2 separate regions of the Rattus norvegicus genome follow, and region 1 is linked to region 2. Evidence: chromatin contacts called from public Hi-C data. All regions are on one chromosome and are shown on one strand. The core of a region is the stretch at or near the end of the contact, and the rest is flanking DNA. Distances in the headings are between cores, read along the strand shown. Region 1 holds the start of Sox7 (SRY-box transcription factor 7). Region 2 overlaps Pinx1 (PIN2/TERF1 interacting, telomerase inhibitor 1).

The links. A called contact is a pair of places that touch in the nucleus more often than the background predicts.
Region 1: a contact with region 2 is called in a Hi-C map of psoas muscle, with 3 times the contacts expected there. The contact joins the promoter of Sox7 here to the enhancer-like site in region 2. A contact is called at or near these places in 3 of 12 Hi-C or Micro-C datasets (hepatocytes, kidney and psoas muscle).

Annotation. Positions count from the first base shown.
Region 1 is chr15:42,354,609-42,357,884 of GRCr8, forward strand. It overlaps Sox7 (SRY-box transcription factor 7), which reads left to right and starts at 1,797. Exons shown (of 2, transcript NM_001106045.1): 1 at 1,797-2,115. The coding sequence starts at 1,878.
Region 2 is chr15:42,310,754-42,313,864 of GRCr8, forward strand. The region is part of intron 6 of Pinx1 (PIN2/TERF1 interacting, telomerase inhibitor 1); the gene reads left to right. Among named protein-coding and RNA genes, the nearest start is that of Pinx1, 39 kb to the left of the region's middle. Within about 2 kb of position 1,273, at least 8 of the 93 cell types and tissues checked have an H3K27ac peak or open chromatin away from gene starts, as enhancers often do.

The DNA of each region.
Region 1 (3,276 bases), core at 547-3,046, 44 kb after region 2:
CCTCCATGGTGGATACACTGATCAAGCCTCCCAGTCTAGTGCTGGTGCCTGGTGGCTCTACTGCCTGTACCTCAAGACACCTCCTTCCAGACCAGCTCCCCGCTACACCACCCCTGGCTGGTAGCTGTCTTGGCTTTGCACAGGAGCCCGGGGGGGGGGGGTGTGGTTGGGGATTTAGCTCAGTGGTAGAGCGCTTGCCTAGCAAGCGCAAGGCCCTGGGTTCGGTCCCCAGCTCCGGAAAAAAAAAATCACAAATGCACAGGAGTGGGGAAGGGGAGAGACCACCGGCTTGAAGGGACACCAGTCTTAGAGCGCTGCTGCTGGACCCTGACCCGAGGAGATGGGAAATGCCAGTCTATTTTATGCCGAAAGTTCATGCCCTGATGAATTTTATCTGGGGTCCTGGAGGGCAAAACTAGGTCTTAAACTCGGAGAAGTTGCAGTTCTCCGGACATTTACAGCGTCTCAGCAGTGGCCGACTAGCACGTTGTAAGCGAATTCAGTCACCGCACTGGGACTTTGAGACTAGAGAGGCATCTCCATCAAAGATTATACAGCCAGAGCTCACTGTATTTCCCTCATCACCGCCTGTGAGGTCAGCCTTATCGGTCGTCGTGTTTTAGGATTAAGAAAGGTCTTGGGAGATACCGGACTTGCTGTCACGCCTTCAGTAACTCAAGGCAGAGTCTAACACCCAACACCACTGCCTTCCGCTCAGACTGCCTCTTTCGAAGCTCACCTCTGTGGAGCCTCCACATGGGGTGGCGCGCCATAAATATTTGTGGGTCTAATTCCGGGAACTAGCCCCCACCCCCCGCTGTAGTTTCTACAGTGGGGTGTGTCCAAGCCACATCGACTCGTTATTTCATTCGTGAGTTCATTCATTCGTTCGACAGTTCTTGAATGCCTACTGTGTGTGGCCACTGGTGTTACAGCCAAAGCAGCCGCAGTATGCATTAGGGTCTCAAGTTCCCGGGCCGCAGCTCGTTCAGGGTGCGGGAAAGGGAGAAGGCTCCACTGAAAGGAAGTAGTTGGGGGACATAGGAGCGTAAAAGCCGTTCTCTGGAGTCGGAAGAAGCAGCAGGAATGAATTCCGAGAAAGGGCTACTAGCAAAAGATGCAGACTCCGACTGCGGGGAGGCAGCGGCAAAGAGAGTGGGTTGGGGGCGTAGACAAGAAGAGGAAAATCGGATAGCAGAGAACCGGAAGACTGACGCCCCTCTAGAGATCCAGAGTGCCAGTTTGGGGAGGGCACTGGGCAGACCCTGAAGTCCGGTGGACCCCACATCCACCTAAGACCCTTGGTGGCCGCCCACGTTTATTGGGGCGAGCTGACCCAAGTCATAGGTGTGATCTGTCCACAACAGCATATTGGCCGATCTAGGGACATTGATAGTGTCTTTCCTCCTCGGGTATCCCGACGTAAGCTGTTTGAGTTCAGTTTTCCCTTGCTGGAGTTTTAGTGGAGTCTGGTCCCAGCGCGGAGGGCGGCCCAACAGCTGAACAGGGACTGGACCTGACTCCTGCGCCAAGCAGTGGTGACTGCGGGCCGCGGGCGCGCTCCTCCTGGCCTTGCAGCACCTGCATCCGAGCGCCGATCCCGGGCAGGCTCCGGAGGCCGAGGGGCGGACGGGGGCGGGCACCGGGACAGGCCCGGCCCCTCCCTCCCCCTGCCGGCAGGTCGCAGCGGGGACGCCGCGGCGGGGCAGCCGGGAGGGGCCGCGCCGCCCCGGAGAGTCATTGGCAGACCCGGTGGCCCGAAGCTGATAAATAAGGGCCCGGCCCGAGGCTGCTGGCCAAGTTGGACGTCGCGACCCGAGTGAGGGCCAGGTCAACGCCGGCCCCACGAGGCGAAGCCAAGTGACCCGCGTTCGGCCATGGCCTCGTTGCTGGGCGCTTACCCGTGGACCGAGGGACTGGAGTGTCCTGCCCTGGAAGCCGAGCTGTCGGATGGGCTGTCGCCGCCCGCCGTCCCCCGACCTTCAGGGGACAAGGGTTCAGAGAGCCGGATCCGGCGGCCCATGAATGCCTTCATGGTGTGGGCCAAGGATGAGAGGAAACGTCTGGCAGTGCAGAACCCGGACCTGCACAACGCGGAGCTTAGCAAGATGCTGGGTGAGTGCACCGGGCGCGAAGCTGGTGCGAGGGTGGTGCGGGTAACAACGCCGTCCCGGGGGCGGGGGATTTGAGCACTGACGCCACCGGGGCCCAAGCAAGCCACAGTGAAACCGTAGGACCAGCGCGGGGCTCTGGACTGGTCCCTTCTCGGAGTCGCGGAGAGATACCGGGTTCCAGGGGCGGGCGCGACACGAAGCGGGTCCTGGAAACTGGAACTCGAGCTCAAGGACTCAGACGGGCGGATACATTCAGCCTGGGTGGAACCGGCCTTTGCTGGAAGACTGAGGAGACTCCACTCCCCACGTTGTAAGACTAGGAAAGTCAGAAAGAGATACTGTCACGGAGGGAAAGATAACGAATGTGCGTCAACTGAGGCTGTTCGCAGATAATTCTGACTGGAACCCGACAGGCCAGAGAATTAGGGATGAAAATGCTAAAACGGTTCCAAGAAATCCGAGTTTTTGTTGGATTTTTCTATTCTCTCGAGTTCTCGGAGCAGGGTTGGGTGGGTTAATATATATAGTATATATATACATATATTTATACATATATATTAAACGTGTTTGTGTTAGTGTATGTATGTATGCATGCGCGTGCTACCTGAGTGTGTAGGGGTCAGAAGACATCTGGAAGGTGGGAAGTACATTCTTTCTTCCCACCATGAGGGTTCCAGGAATTAGACGTTCACATCTTCAGGCTCGGTGGCAAATGCCTTTACCCACTGAACCGCCGCCTCACGAGTCTTGAAGCCAAACAACTTTGAACCTCACCTTACTTCAAATCTCTTTACTCTTCAACGTGTTTCTTATTTATTTTAACCAATAAAATCCTTCAAAATATTTTGTGTTTGCAGAGGGCACCAAGGCCTGTTGTGAGAGGCATACAGGCCCCTCGACCCCACCCCGCTGGGATGGAAGCCCTTCCCTTTTCCGTAGGAGCCTGGGCTCTTTCCTTTTCAGAGTCACAGAGCAAGGGCTGGCTTTCTGCTTGTCAAAGTCCTGGGCTTAGAGAGATGGCCCAGCCCTCTGGCTGTCTGAAGGCCCCAAAAAGCAGTTGGTGAGAGTTGTGGGGTTCCAAGCACCTCTTATCCAACCGTGTGCCCACTGTGTCCAGCATGTATTGGTGAGCATTGCAGTTGGCTCCTTCCTCCGAACAGAA
Region 2 (3,111 bases), core at 23-2,522:
AGTGCTCTGGAAAAACAGCGAGCACTTGTAAGTGACAAGCCAGTTCTTCAGCCCTACTGATAGTATTTTTATTTATTTTGTGTGTGGGAGTGTGTGCATATGTATGACCATGTTCAAGCACCATGCCACAAGCACGGAAGTCAGATGACAAGCTGCAGGAGTTGGTTCTTTCTTACCAGAGTTGAGCTCAGGTTGTCAGGCTTGGTGTCAGGTTTCTAACTACTTACTGGGTCTTCTCTACGGGTCTTAATATCAAGTACTCTGATACCATTAAAACAGTGAATGTCCACCTAGAAAAGTCACAAGCTGTACCAGTTCATGAGAAAGAAGAAGAAAAATTTTCATGATGCCCATAGCAGAGACAATAGTAAGAAGGTTGGTGCATTACCAGGCATGTGTAGCAGTGATGGCGGGCACCTGTTTGTCTAGAAGTAGAGTCAACACTGACACGCTGTTGAACATCTGTCTCTAGGCTCTGTCACTGAGCTGAGACGTGTTCTTTATGCTCCCCATGCTCTTTTGACTCCACCCCTAGCATGTTCCTTGCTTGCCCACTGTAGCTTGGGTAGCTTGGGCAACATTATAAGATGAGTAGGTTCATCCTGGTGCCTGTCATCACTGTAAAGTGTTGCAGTGAGAATTTGCCATGCCCTCACCACACACAAGACCACTGCTATGTGAGGCTACTACCTAGCTGGGCAGTGCCATCATTTCAGCATATACATAGGGTAAAATGCCTATTTACCCTAAGTATTTACGATATTTGCACCTCAATGGATCTGGATGCAAAGGCTCACAGTGGTGTAGCACAACTACCCCAGTGTCAGCTCTGCCTTCTCTATCAGGTCCTTGCAGTCCCTCTCTCAGATGGGGAGATGCTGCCCTTGCTCACTTCCCCTTTATGCTCTGACTGTCTGAAGGTTACCTGGTTACCCCTGGAAAGTATCTCCACTAAGCTGGAAGGAGCTGAATGACTACTGGGTCTGTCTCCTGCCCCTTGTCCCCTGTTCCCAAGGCTGCTCAGAGTGGCTCTGCTTTTCCACCCCACCTCTGCCTTTATCCTGTGGTGCTTCTCCCCCAACCTTGCTTTTCCCAATCTCCTGGTTCCCTGGCATTACATAATATTCCTGTTAGGATCAGTTCCTGTTTTGCTGGGGAGAGGAATTGTGACTCTTTCAGGGAAAACCCCCAGGCTGGCTTCAGTTGAAGCTACAGTGGCCAGTGCATGATCTCATAACGGAAATGTAGTCCTCCACCGGCCTCGCTGTTCCTGTCTGAGTCAGCGCACAGATGGGGGGCCACCTTTGTGCTGGTGGCTCCAGAGGCCTTCTTTCTTCTGTGTCTGTACTAGTCTGTACTCCTCAGAGGGTTGTGGGTCCACTACACTGTGACAGGTCCAACGGCCAGGAACAACTTTGATGTGAGCACCATGGTGCTTTCTTCCCCTGTGCTGTCCTACCAGACTCTGGTCACTGCCACAGAGGGAGAGTAATGTGTAGCATACTCTTAACATACACATTCCCCAGCTTAGCCACTTTCCTTACAGCTTGTCTCACTCCTCATCATTTGAAGCTATGGCCACATACCATAGCTCCTTGTTGATGTCTATTAAGATACAGATGTGTGGGTGGGGAGATTGCTCAATGGTCAAAGCCCTTGCACATGCAAGCATAAAGACTGGATTTTTAATTCACAGAACTCCTGCAAAGACAGGTGGGCACAGTCTGCCTATAGTTCAGCTGGAGTAAGCTGCTTAGTGACGGTGATGTCATAGTCTTCTCTTTCCTTTGGAATTGATTGTTAAAGGCTGTGAAGGTTCTGTCTTCAGGAATTCCCCACATTCTGGATTTTGTTGGGTCCATCTCCATAGTGCCCTTTAATACCGTTACTTTCTGAAGAAATCCTATGTTGAACCCGTGACACAAGCTAATATCCCTGTCATATCCATTTATCGTTAATCTTCTTTATATGGCTCTTTGCCATCTATTAACTGAAAAAGTAATCAGAGCTGGTGATAGCTAGTAACTGGTATGGTTTCTTCTGAAGTAATAATGTCAGATAATGTAACTGGGGCCAGTGAGGTGGCTCAGCGGGTAAAGGTGCTTACTGCCAAGCCTGATGACCTGAGATTGATTCGTGGCACCCACATGACGGAAGAAAACCAGTTCCCTTTTTCTGACCTCCACATGCACACTCATACACACACACACAAATAGTAATTAATATTTTAGATTCTTTTTTTTTTTTTACTAACATTTAGGTAATGATTGGTAAGTGTTAAAATCTATACACTTTTGTCATCGATATACATATGTATTGTGCTTCTGTCATCACCACAAACACTTGCAAAGTGACTGTTGCTTTGAGAGATAATTCCTTTTTACCAGTCTTATGATCAGCGTAGAAAGGACTTACTGGGTCCTGGTGCTGAGCCAGTGAGGCCCTCATTAGTAAGGGACTGGGGTGAAGGTTCAGCATCTAGCTGCGCACCCTGGTGGACAATTAGTTGCAGCTGGCTCTTGGTTGGTCTCAGAATGCGTCCAGATGGTGTAGTCCAAAGCGTAATGGGGATGGAGGGTGGAGGCATAACTGGGCAAGGAGAAGTGGCTGCTGTGGAGACAAGACCTCATCTGGTTCCACAGGAAGCTCTTCAGAACTTGCCAGATAGCTAAATGAGCCTGTCCCTTGTGTCCCCGCAGTGGTTCCTGTCCCCAGGAATCGAAGCAGGCCTCTACTAGGGGTCTATTCCCAAACAGCTCTGCCAGCTGAACAGTGTGCGCTCTAGTGAGTAAACCTCCAGTGAAGCAGGCTGGCAGCCCGCCCAAAAGACTTGGAGGACGGGATCTCTTCTGAGGACCACCCTGCTCACACTTCCCTGGCCCCTCTTGCCTAGACTGTTTCCTACCTTTACAACACAGATCCTGTGTTTACCAAGAAGGCAGAGTGGTTTGGTGTGTGATAGAAGCAGAAGTCAAAAGCCAACCATGTGAGAGAAGAGTTAGGTCCCACGTTATAGATAGGGCCTTGGCATTCAGTTGTCAGGTCTAATTGTCCCAAGAAGTCTACCTAACTGTAAGGTTCTCTTTCCCTAGCACACACTAATAAACAACT